Regions from separate parts of the Mus musculus genome. Here regions 1 and 3 are each linked to region 2. Evidence: chromatin contacts called from public HiChIP or PLAC-seq data. All regions are on one chromosome and are shown on one strand. The core of a region is the stretch at or near the end of the contact, and the rest is flanking DNA. Distances in the headings are between cores, read along the strand shown. Region 1 has its middle 4.0 kb from the start of Gm31135. Region 2 overlaps Fam155a (family with sequence similarity 155, member A). Region 3 holds the start of Fam155a (family with sequence similarity 155, member A).

What was found. HiChIP or PLAC-seq counts read pairs in DNA pulled down with a chosen protein or histone mark.
Region 1: a FOXA1 HiChIP or PLAC-seq map of pancreatic cancer cells shows a contact between it and region 2. The contact joins two enhancer-like sites. A contact is called at or near these places in 2 of 115 datasets of contacts at active chromatin or transcription factors (embryonic stem cells and pancreatic cancer cells) and 1 of 9 other capture datasets (embryonic stem cells).
Region 3: an H3K27ac HiChIP or PLAC-seq map of oligodendrocyte precursor cells shows a contact between it and region 2, with 7 times the contacts expected there. The contact joins the promoter of Fam155a here to the enhancer-like site in region 2. A contact is called at or near these places in 5 of 39 promoter capture datasets (embryonic stem cells, hematopoietic stem and progenitor cells, liver and 2 more) and 6 of 115 datasets of contacts at active chromatin or transcription factors (embryonic basal ganglia, embryonic forebrain, forebrain and 3 more).

What each region holds. Positions count from the first base shown.
Region 1 is chr8:8,487,061-8,490,376 of GRCm38.p6, reverse strand. No RefSeq gene overlaps it. Among named protein-coding and RNA genes, the nearest start is that of Gm31135, 4.0 kb to the right of the region's middle. RefSeq lists an enhancer at 1-2,323. Within about 2 kb of position 1,701, at least 143 of the 459 cell types and tissues checked have an H3K27ac peak or open chromatin away from gene starts, as enhancers often do. A contact at or near this core is called in pancreatic cancer cells, where this site is marked.
Region 2 is chr8:9,203,029-9,206,134 of GRCm38.p6, reverse strand. It overlaps Fam155a (family with sequence similarity 155, member A), which reads left to right. Exons shown (of 3, transcript NM_173446.2): 3 at 1-125. Among named protein-coding and RNA genes, the nearest start is that of Gm39128, 37 kb to the right of the region's middle. Within about 2 kb of position 1,309, at least 37 of the 459 cell types and tissues checked have an H3K27ac peak or open chromatin away from gene starts, as enhancers often do. A contact at or near this core is called in embryonic forebrain, oligodendrocyte precursor cells and pancreatic cancer cells, where this site is marked.
Region 3 is chr8:9,769,009-9,772,410 of GRCm38.p6, reverse strand. It overlaps Fam155a (family with sequence similarity 155, member A), which reads left to right and starts at 1,388. Exons shown (of 3, transcript NM_173446.2): 1 at 1,388-2,334. The coding sequence starts at 1,393.

The sequences.
Region 1 (3,316 bases), core at 452-2,951, 720 kb after region 2:
TCTTTGCCACTGTCCTGGAACTTAGTAGATGAGACTAGTCTCCTGGATGCCCTCATAATTCTGCAGAAAAAAAAAAAAACTCATGATTTTTTATTTTCTTTTCCTGGAAAGTGTAATTTGAAGGATTGTCAGAGGACAAAATTGAACCGTGGTCACAAAGGCTGTGCAGGAAGACCCAGGAGCATCATGGGGCCAGGGCCTTTGGTGTTTGCAGTTTTGTTTCAGGGAGACAAATGCCCCTGCTTTGATCAAGTGTCAAGTGTATGTGGCAAATTCCTCTGTGAAGGACCCCCTGGTATACTGCCTGCACACGCAGGCAAGCTGCCTGCAGGGAGGTGGGGGTTGGAGGTAAGCAAGCATCATTTGTTTTAAATTGCACCACGGTAGAAATCCATGAACTCAGGGCTGCCACAAGCATTCTGGGCACAAAGGAAAGCTGTGCAGAGGCTGCGTCTCTTTTGATATAGATTTTGCCGCCATTGTTCCAGGTGTCTCCGGAGAGAGCTTATTTCCATATGTATAGAGAAACGGAGTGCTTTCTCTTGCCGGTTAAAGTGTCACCGAATGTATTTTTAGCTATACATAAAGCAGCGGCAGTGTGAGGCATCTTACCGCCAGGGTCGCAAGGTTTGAACATCCTTTGCCACTGGAGGAATGCTAATGAGATGATTCTTCATTCCACTTATTTTAATTGCCAAACAACGCTTAATTCCCCACCCCACACCCCCGACTTAAAAAACAAAATCAAACAAATCCCTTTTTGTGTATAGCCAAGTTTGCCCTTGCAGGAGATGGGTGTTGCAGAAAGACCCCAATCGTCCTGTGCAGAAGGTTCTAGGCCTGGCCCTCTCCCTGTGCAGTTAGTGCGAGGTGTCAGTGTCTGCTCCCCTTTCCAATAGCTCGGAGGATGCTGAGAGGAGACGCCCGTGGTTGTCAGAGAAACACGGCGATATATTATTAGATCTTTCATAATTAGGCTTTGCTGATGTGTGCAAGAGCTTAATCAAAAACGTTATCACCCAGCCTGCTGCTGGAGGTGGGGGTTGGTGATGGTGGTGGGGGAATCTGGAAAGTCAAAGGCTGTTCCTCCCCGTGCTGGTTCTGTAAGATAACAAAGGCAAGACAAAGGCAGATGGCTCCTGCCTGTGGTTCTGAGCAGGCTCATGCTTTGGTTAATCACGTGACGTACGTGACAGTGGGTTCAGAAAACCTGAAGCCCCTCCTCGCTCCCAATTTCTGAGTCACTCCACCGACCAGGTGCTGACTAAGGCTGTGGGCTGTGGGAACCTCATTGAATGTGTCTGCCAAGCGTTTCCAGGTAGAGCTTGGCTCCCCGGGGGAGCTCTAGAAGTCCCTCCCTGGGTCACAGCAGGCCTGCCTGACTGCGAATTTCAAAGAGTGTATCTCAGCCCTTAGATAAACCTGGCTGGTGTCCCCTGGCAGCAAAGCTGGGGGAAGACCTCGGGGACAGCCATCCTGCAGCGCCCAGGGCTGTTTGGACAAACTGTGCTATGTTTTTTCTGCCCGTATCTGGGCATGCAGGTGAATCCTGGTCCCGCTGGTATCTTGGCTGGCCACTCTCTCTCAGGCTCTGCGGGGAGCTGGGGGTGCATCCCTGCAAACGCTCCAGCAAAGCTGTGCAAACAAACCCGGCCGATTAGTTGGACAGGCTCACTGGCTCGGGAGTGTGAGCTGGCCTGGCAGCCCTATGCTCTCAACCCTTTCCAGGCTGGGCTTGTTCCCAGAGCGCTCATCAAGGAACACACTACCTTACCCTCTGGATGCTGGGTGCTTGTGCATCTATGGGCAGGACAGGATACTGATTCTTGCCTTGGACTCTTTACATACAACATATCACACATTCATTCACACACACACACACACACACACACACACACACACACACATGTGCGCGCCACTCACGTTCACTACAGACTATACAGCATTGGGTCAGAAGCCGTGATGGCACGAGGCACATAAATTTTGTGTCTGAGTTATTTAACCCACCTCAGAGTTGCACAAGACCTGTGTCCTTGTCTTACACGCTGCGTCAGATAGAGGCTGGCAATTTCTGTGTTTAAAGGTTCAGTTTAACACCTATAAATAACCTGACGTTCTGAGCTTTTTGGGAGAGGCTGCTCAAACTGACTTGACTTTTTTTTCCCTCTCTTCTGCCTTTGGTTTGAAGTAAGAGTCAACTTGGTATAAAGAAACCTCGGGTCCCCTTTGAGGTGAAATCAGAGTGAATCAGAAAGAGTGATTACGCCCTTCTTTAATCAGAGACTCTGGGGAGGATTTTCTTTTAGGAGAGAAGCGTCAAGCCATGCTCTTTGAAAATTACTTTCATATTTTCTTGAGCAGTTCAGAGCAGGGAGAGTTTTAAGAGTTGTCATTTGCTCTTGGATATCAGGCGGCAGCCTCAGCCTTTTGTCTGAGCCCTTCCTTCTGTGTATCCGAAAGGACTTAGCTGGCCCCGGCTTTGTTGTGCACCACACAAGCTATCAAGTGACTAATGCCCTTGGAATCTCATGGAGACATTTATTCTGCCCCTGTTGCTATGAGCCCTGTGTTCTTTTGTGGAACCTAACAATATAGGTAACATATCTAAAGTATGACCCTGACCAAAGGAACTTAGTTTTAAGTAGCAATTGTAAAATCATTGTGTACACGTCACGGGCCTGTCAGGTCCATTCTCATTTTAGTGTTTCAAGTATGTTTGCGCTAGTGACGTGGGCTGATTAACCTGAAGTGAAGTTAAAGCATCAATAGAAAAGCTCACCCACATTCACACTGCAAGTGTTTATTAAACCAGTCTCAGCTACTTGGGGGAAGCAGTACTCCTTCAGGGAATTAAAAAAAAAAAAAAAAGGATAATCAATCAGGAATTATTCAATGAGCTGACAAAAACAGCATTACAGGTCAAAAGTCCCCCTGTTATTTAAAATAGACGATCCATTTTCAAGTCAAGAGTTTTTCTCTGTATTGCCCTGGCTATCTTGGAACTAACTCACTCTGTAGACCAGGCTAGCCTGGAACTCAGAGATCCACCTGCCTCTCCTCCCAAGTGTTGGGATTAAAGTTTATGTTAATAAATAGCTTTTAAAATTAGCATTTCCTGTCTGCTTCCAAAAATTTGGTTCAAATTCTTCTCCCAGTGCTTGGAATGTTAATTTGGTGACTAGCAGAGAAAGTGGTGTGTGTGTGTGTGTGTGTGTGTGTGTGTGTGTGTGTGTGTGTTTGAGACAAGATCTTACACAGAGTCACAGGCTGGTCTGAAAACCACTACAAAGTAGCCCAGGCTGGCTGGCTTCAAGTT
Region 2 (3,106 bases), core at 60-2,559:
CAGATCTATCCTCTGCATCATGCTTAACCCTGCGACATGCGTACAGTATGCATATTTTGTTTTGAATAAAATGTTTTGTTCCAGTCTGTTAAGAATATTAAAAAATAATAAAGGTATTGCTTAATAAAATTGCTAGAATTGTTTAGCAGTACATGCACAAATATTTTACTAGATTCTTTGTTTTACTAGTGTTTTGTTGAGACTGAAAACCCTAAAATGGTCTGCATAAATACAAAAAAAAAAAAAAACACCAAAAAGTGCAAACCTCTCCAGTTTCTTTTTCCTTTTCTTTAAAAACAGTCTTTTCTCTCTCCTTTCCCCTTATACATGGAGATTTATGTACAGGTGTGTGTACACACACATACACAGAAGTACTATGTTTTAATCTGTGAAGATATGGTACTCTTTGGGGTATGTAAGAGATTTGGGGTATATGGGTTTAGGAGACAATGTAACTGCATTACTGACAGCCAAACACTTGCAGATATAAGCATTGGAGTATCCCTATCAGTGTCTTATTGAGTGAAGACTCACCTGGAAAGCTGTACTCAGAGCAACATAAGGTAAGTGGTTATGCATCTCCTGGGAAGTCTGCCTGCCCTCAGTGGAAAAGCCATTCTTGATCTCTTCCACATCCTTCAGGCTCCTTCTGTTTGTGTTGTAGCCATTCTGTTCTTGAAATGGTTACATTTTGCCATAATGGGGGAAAAAATCCTGCTGGTATGAAGAGAAGTTGTTATTCTCTGTAAGTATAGAACAGTGATAACCCCTGAACACTAGAGCCCAGGACATGGTGGGAGAAGGGACAGGATTTCACTCCCTCTTAATATCCTCTGCAACTCATGAAAAATGCTTTCTCCCCACAATGAAACAGATAGGGGTTTTGCTTTTCCTTCTAGAATGGGAAAACGGAAAAATGGGGAAAACTACATCACTTTCCCTGGGAGCTGAGCTCACACAAAAGACAACTTTAGTGTTAGCTGAAACCCTATACTGCTAAGGGTGAATACAAAACCTTGACTTAGGGAGAGAGGGAAAGAGAACCAGAGGGGAACAGACTCTGTCCAGGTTAATGCTGAGGTCGCTGGGTAATCTGTAATTCCCAAGGGATGTTGCCTATCAATGCCTTAGGTTATCATTACCCTGGGTCTCCTCCTTTGCACAGTTTCACCAGAAACAACGGAAAGCGGAAAGGAGATCCCAGCAGAATAGGGCTTTAAACAGGCAGCAGACAGTCCACAGTGCAGCCATGCACAGCAGGCTTCCCAGTGCACACTGAGTGTGTTTAACTTGTGCACACGTTAATTTGAGCAGAATAAATTCCAGCCTTGCTCTCTTCTGTTTGCCTTGTAGTGGCCATCCCTTGCACACTGGATAATGAACTACAATATTAAAACAGTTACCTGTGCAGGCATGTTGAAAATCAAGAAAAAAAAATATCTGCTTCGTAGATCTATGGAAGAATGTCCCCGAGTTCATCATTGTCTACTTTTTAACAGCAGGGAATTCCAATCTCAACCACAGCGGTTCTGCTAAGCATAACCGAGTGACTCATAGAGGTTATTCACTCTGCCATTTACATGTGGGTAACTCATTACATTGGATTTTCTTTCATTACAAAGGTAGCATTGTTCCCCCTACCACGATGTACTAATGAAAAGCTGGTCCTCTATGTGACATCACTACCAAAAACGTTGGTCCCTCACTAATGAACTCATGCCTCTTTGCAATGGATCCTACCCTCTTAAATAAAAGAAGGCAGGAAAATAAAGAAAGACAGGACAGGAAGAAGGAAAGATGGAGGGAAATTGGTTCTAAAGTGAATGAATAATTAAGTCCTGCTGGGGGAGGGCAGTAAATGAAAGATATAATTAGATGTCAGAACCATGTGCAAAAGGCATGGGTTATCAGGCGATATCTGATATCTGAGAAACATTCAAACATTAATCTTTCTGAGCCTTGATTTTCATCCTCTTTCGGTAACTAAGTCAATTGGAGATTTTGGCAGTATTGAATACACATAGAAATGAAAGGTGTTTCTTGTTTTTCCAGGAATCGAAGCCATGTACTTGATTTCACATGCATACGTGTGTATATATAAAAGGAATAGATTATATATACTATGGCATAGCCTTACAGAGACATAAATATATATAATATATGTGTAAACATCACAAGTAAAGCCTCAGCAACATAATTATTCTATCCACAACAACACATGTATAGCATTATGATAAATTATTTCTATTGGTCTGCAAACATTTGCTCATTGTGCTTGTCTGACAGCCTACTCCGATATGGAAAACAGACTCTCAAAATGTCTCCATTAGTAAAAGCAAAATAGTCTTGAAATAACCAGAATGTCTTCCATTTTCCAAGCTTTAATGCTGTTTAGATCAAACTGAATATAGCATGTAGGTATTGGACTATGTTGGAAACAAGACTGAAGGGGAGTGAAGGGACAGGATCCCTGGGCTCCATTTAAAGAAATCTCCCCAGGATGCTGACACAAGCTACCAAATGTTACTACAAAATATCCTTATCATAACAAAGTGAATAGAGATCCTCTCTGCCTTGGAATACAGCTCAAGGCAAGGACTAAAATGTTAAATGTGTCTGTTTCCTTGAGTCATTTCAAGGCTGTCTTCTATCTTGAGACATTCCAGTGAGAGTTTAAATAACAACTCCTGCCTACTCTGTCCTGGGTCACACAGGTGGGGGGATGGGTGGGAGGAGACAAAGGTAGTCAGAAACTTCAGAGTTGACCTTAGCTAGTCCCTACTATGGCAGCTGCTTAAATCTTTTGGGGGGATTAGATGTGCTCTCTCTCTATTCTAAAATGTCTTTTTTAATTGCTTTTAAATTTTTCCACGAGTCTACAGGCTGTAGCACTCATGTGGCATATTACTATACTCCTGTTTACTCTGTTGTTGTCTTACTCTGGAAGTCACAGGAAAGAGTCTGCAGGAAGACCTTGTGGTCAGAGCAGTACTTGCAAGAAAGTGGTGGTACTGCATGAGGAAAAGGTCCAGAGCTTTAGGTCAAAGCCACAGCAGGGGTGAAACTATGGCTCTTCATATGTCAATCAGGAAGCTGGTCATTTGAT
Region 3 (3,402 bases), core at 139-2,638, 570 kb before region 2:
GAGTACAGTGTGGTCACAGCTGCAGCACACACACAGTGTCGGTTAAACAGCACCGTGTAGGCAGACACACAGATGCACACACCCCGCATCCTTTCTGACCCATAAAACCGATTTAGGACAAAACCCAAACGCAGTGGAGCTCTCTAGAGACTCAAAAAGCGTTCAGACTGAGCCTGCAAAGTCACCTCGCCCCTCCTCTAATCAGCCTCCTCTTGCAGAAGATTGTCTAGCGAGGGAAATGATACCCAGTCCCTAGTCCCCAACAGGGACCTCTTAGCTGCCCTCTGGTGTCTGGGACTTGTCCCCTAGACAGCGGGGTCCTAAGGAGAAGCTGAAGACCCAGGTCAGCAGCCTTGGCCACTCGGCCCACGTCTTGACTCTGAAATAAAAAGTGGGGAGGGATCGCAACCCCTGGGCAAAAGCCTGGGTGTACAGGACCCGGAGGGGGCGGTGGACAGCGGGTCTTCAAGCTGCCGGGGCGCGTCTTCGTCCTCCGCCCCGGGCCAAGCTGCTGTCACTGCACCAGGATGGAGAGACCTCGGGGCGGGAGGAGATGACGCAAAATCCAGCGCTCCCCCCAAAAAAGTGTGCCTCCAGGACGAAGATGGCGGCAACTTAGCCCGGGGACTGAAGATGACTGTGGCCTCGGGAGGCCCAGAGCAGGCGACTCGGCCCCCGGCGGCGCCCGCGGGCAGACCTGCAGCGGCCGCGGCGACAGTCGGAGCGCGGGGTGGGGGGTGGGGGGGAGGGACAGCCCCGCCGGCGGCCGCCCAAGCTCGGGGCGCGGGGAGAGCCAGCGCGAAGTAGGCGCGGGAGGCGGAGGAGAAGCCAGCGACGGAGAGGAAGGAGGAGGAAGAGGAGGAGAAGAGGAGGAGGAGAGGAGGAGGGGAGGCGCTCCGGTCGCCGTCAGTGGGCAGCAGAGACGCGGCATGCCCCTGGCAGGGGAGAGCGGGCTGTCCTCAGCTGGGCCATGGGGACCCGCGCGCTGACAATGCCGGGGTGATAGGAGCAGCGCCAGCCACCCAGCCACCTCCACCACCATCACCTCCCGCACTCAGCCTCCCCACCGGCCAGCACAGCACCAGCCTCCGCGTCTCTCTCTCTCTCTCTCTCTCTCTCTCTCTCTCTCTCTCTCTCTCTCTCTCTCTCTTATTGTCTCCCACTCTTCAAGGGATGGGGTCGGCTGATGCTTAGGTCGGAAGCAAGATCTTCCTCCAAAGTATGGTAATATTTATGTAGGGAGAGAGAGAGAGAGAGAGAGAGAGAGAGAGAGAGAGAAGAAACGGGAGGAGGGGATACGGAAATTAAACCCTTTAAGTCAATGCATATTGTGGTGACACCGGCACAGGAGCCCTCACGGTGGAGTCGGCCAGGGCTGTGCGTTCCCAAAATATGACCAGGGGTGCTTGGATGTGTCGGCAGTATGACGACGGCTTAAAAATCTGGTTGGCAGCACCCCGGGAGAACGAGAAACCGTTCATCGATTCAGAGCGGGCTCAGAAATGGCGACTGTCTCTGGCTTCTCTCTTGTTTTTCACAGTCCTGCTCTCTGATCACTTGTGGTTCTGCGCCGAGGCCAAGCTGACCCGGACCCGGGACAAAGAGCATCACCAACAGCAGCAGCAACAGCAGCAACAGCAGCAGCAACAGCAGCAACAGCAGCAGCAGCAGCAGCAGCGACAGCAGCAGCGGCAGCGACAGCAGCAGAGGCAGCGACAGCAGGAGCCCTCCTGGCCCGCGCTCCTGGCCAGCATGGGGGAGTCCTCGCCCGCCGCCCAGGCACACAGACTCCTCTCCGCCTCCTCGTCCCCCACCCTGCCCCCCTCCCCGGGAGGCGGCGGCGGCAGCAAGGGCAACCGAGGCAAGAACAACCGGAGCAGGGCTCTTTTTCTAGGAAACTCTGCCAAGCCGGTGTGGCGCCTAGAGACTTGTTACCCCCAGGGCGCCTCCTCCGGCCAGTGCTTCACCGTGGAGAGCGCGGACGCTGTGTGCGCCAGGAACTGGAGTCGGGGGGCGGCCGCGGGGGAGGAGCAGTCGTCCAGGGGCTCTCGGCCAACTCCGCTGTGGAACTTGTCGGATTTTTACCTTTCATTTTGTAATTCCTACACACTTTGGGAGTTGTTTTCGGGGCTGTCCAGCCCCAGTACTTTGAACTGCAGTCTGGACGTGGTGCTCACGGAGGGCGGTGAGATGACCACGTGTAGACAGTGCATCGAGGCTTACCAGGACTACGACCACCACGCTCAGGAGAAGTACGAAGAGTTTGAAAGCGTGCTGCATAAGTACTTACAGTCGGATGAGTACTCGGTGAAGTCCTGTCCTGAGGACTGCAAGGTAGGCACAGCGGGTTCCTTTCCCCTTCGCTGCGGCTTTTTTTATGTTTGATTCGTTTATCTGGCTCCGGTTTTGTAAGTTTAATCATTGTTTATCTGGCTATGAGAACTTGACTTTCTGATGGAGTTGGGGACAGCTGGTAGGTTGCTGGTGGCCTGATGCCCTTCTTTTCAGAGCTCTTGGTACATCAGGGAAGTCTATCTTCTAAGATAACAAAGTCAGGGCTTGAGCTGTTTCTTCGAGCTTCGCAGTTGGCGCATACTATTCCTTTCAGGGAAATAGAGAAGGGACCAACACACGCAGGTAGCCAGAGGGAATCATTTCTCCACTTCTAACATAATCAGGTTGGTTGGTCAGAGGAACAGAAGAAAGTGTAGCTGTTAATGTAGGGAGGAAAACAGTCAAACGTACACATTTTGTGGGTTTTATGGGCTAGCTTTCATTCTTTAGTAAGTCTGAAGGCCTGTTCTCTTTAAGCTTCCTGTTTTCTCTTAGACAGCTGTGTAGTATAGGCCTGGGTGTCATAGGAGTAGAAGGTCGTAGTTAGCTATCTATTAATTGATTCTCAATGTTAAACTGGTGATCATACACCTTACGTAATTGCTTTTTTTTGCATACTCTGAAGAAATAGCAAGTGACACATCTTTGATGCTATGAGCTAAAATTCGGAGAAATAGCTAATACATTGTATTGTAGTCAGCAAGGGCTGTGGTGACCTTGCTGATTATGATTAGCAAAGGGGAAGTCTAGACAAGTTTCTTGGAAATGGTATATGCAGCCCTGGGCTGCTGGGGGTGTCGCTGTCCGTGGTGCTGAAATGGGGCTAGTCCAAGAGAGGCCTAAAGATGAAGAAGCTGCAGTGACCTTTAGCTGGGAAGACATGAGGACAGGATCTCTGTAGGTGTGGGTGTTAGCTTTTCAAAGCAATTAAAAAGCATGCACACACACGCGCGCACACACAGACACACAGACACAAGAAAATTGTACAGTTGTTTCAAAAGAAATTAGACACATAACTTTTCTTCCCTTTCTGACTTCCCCAACCTCCAGAGCCAGAGGGCCTCCTCC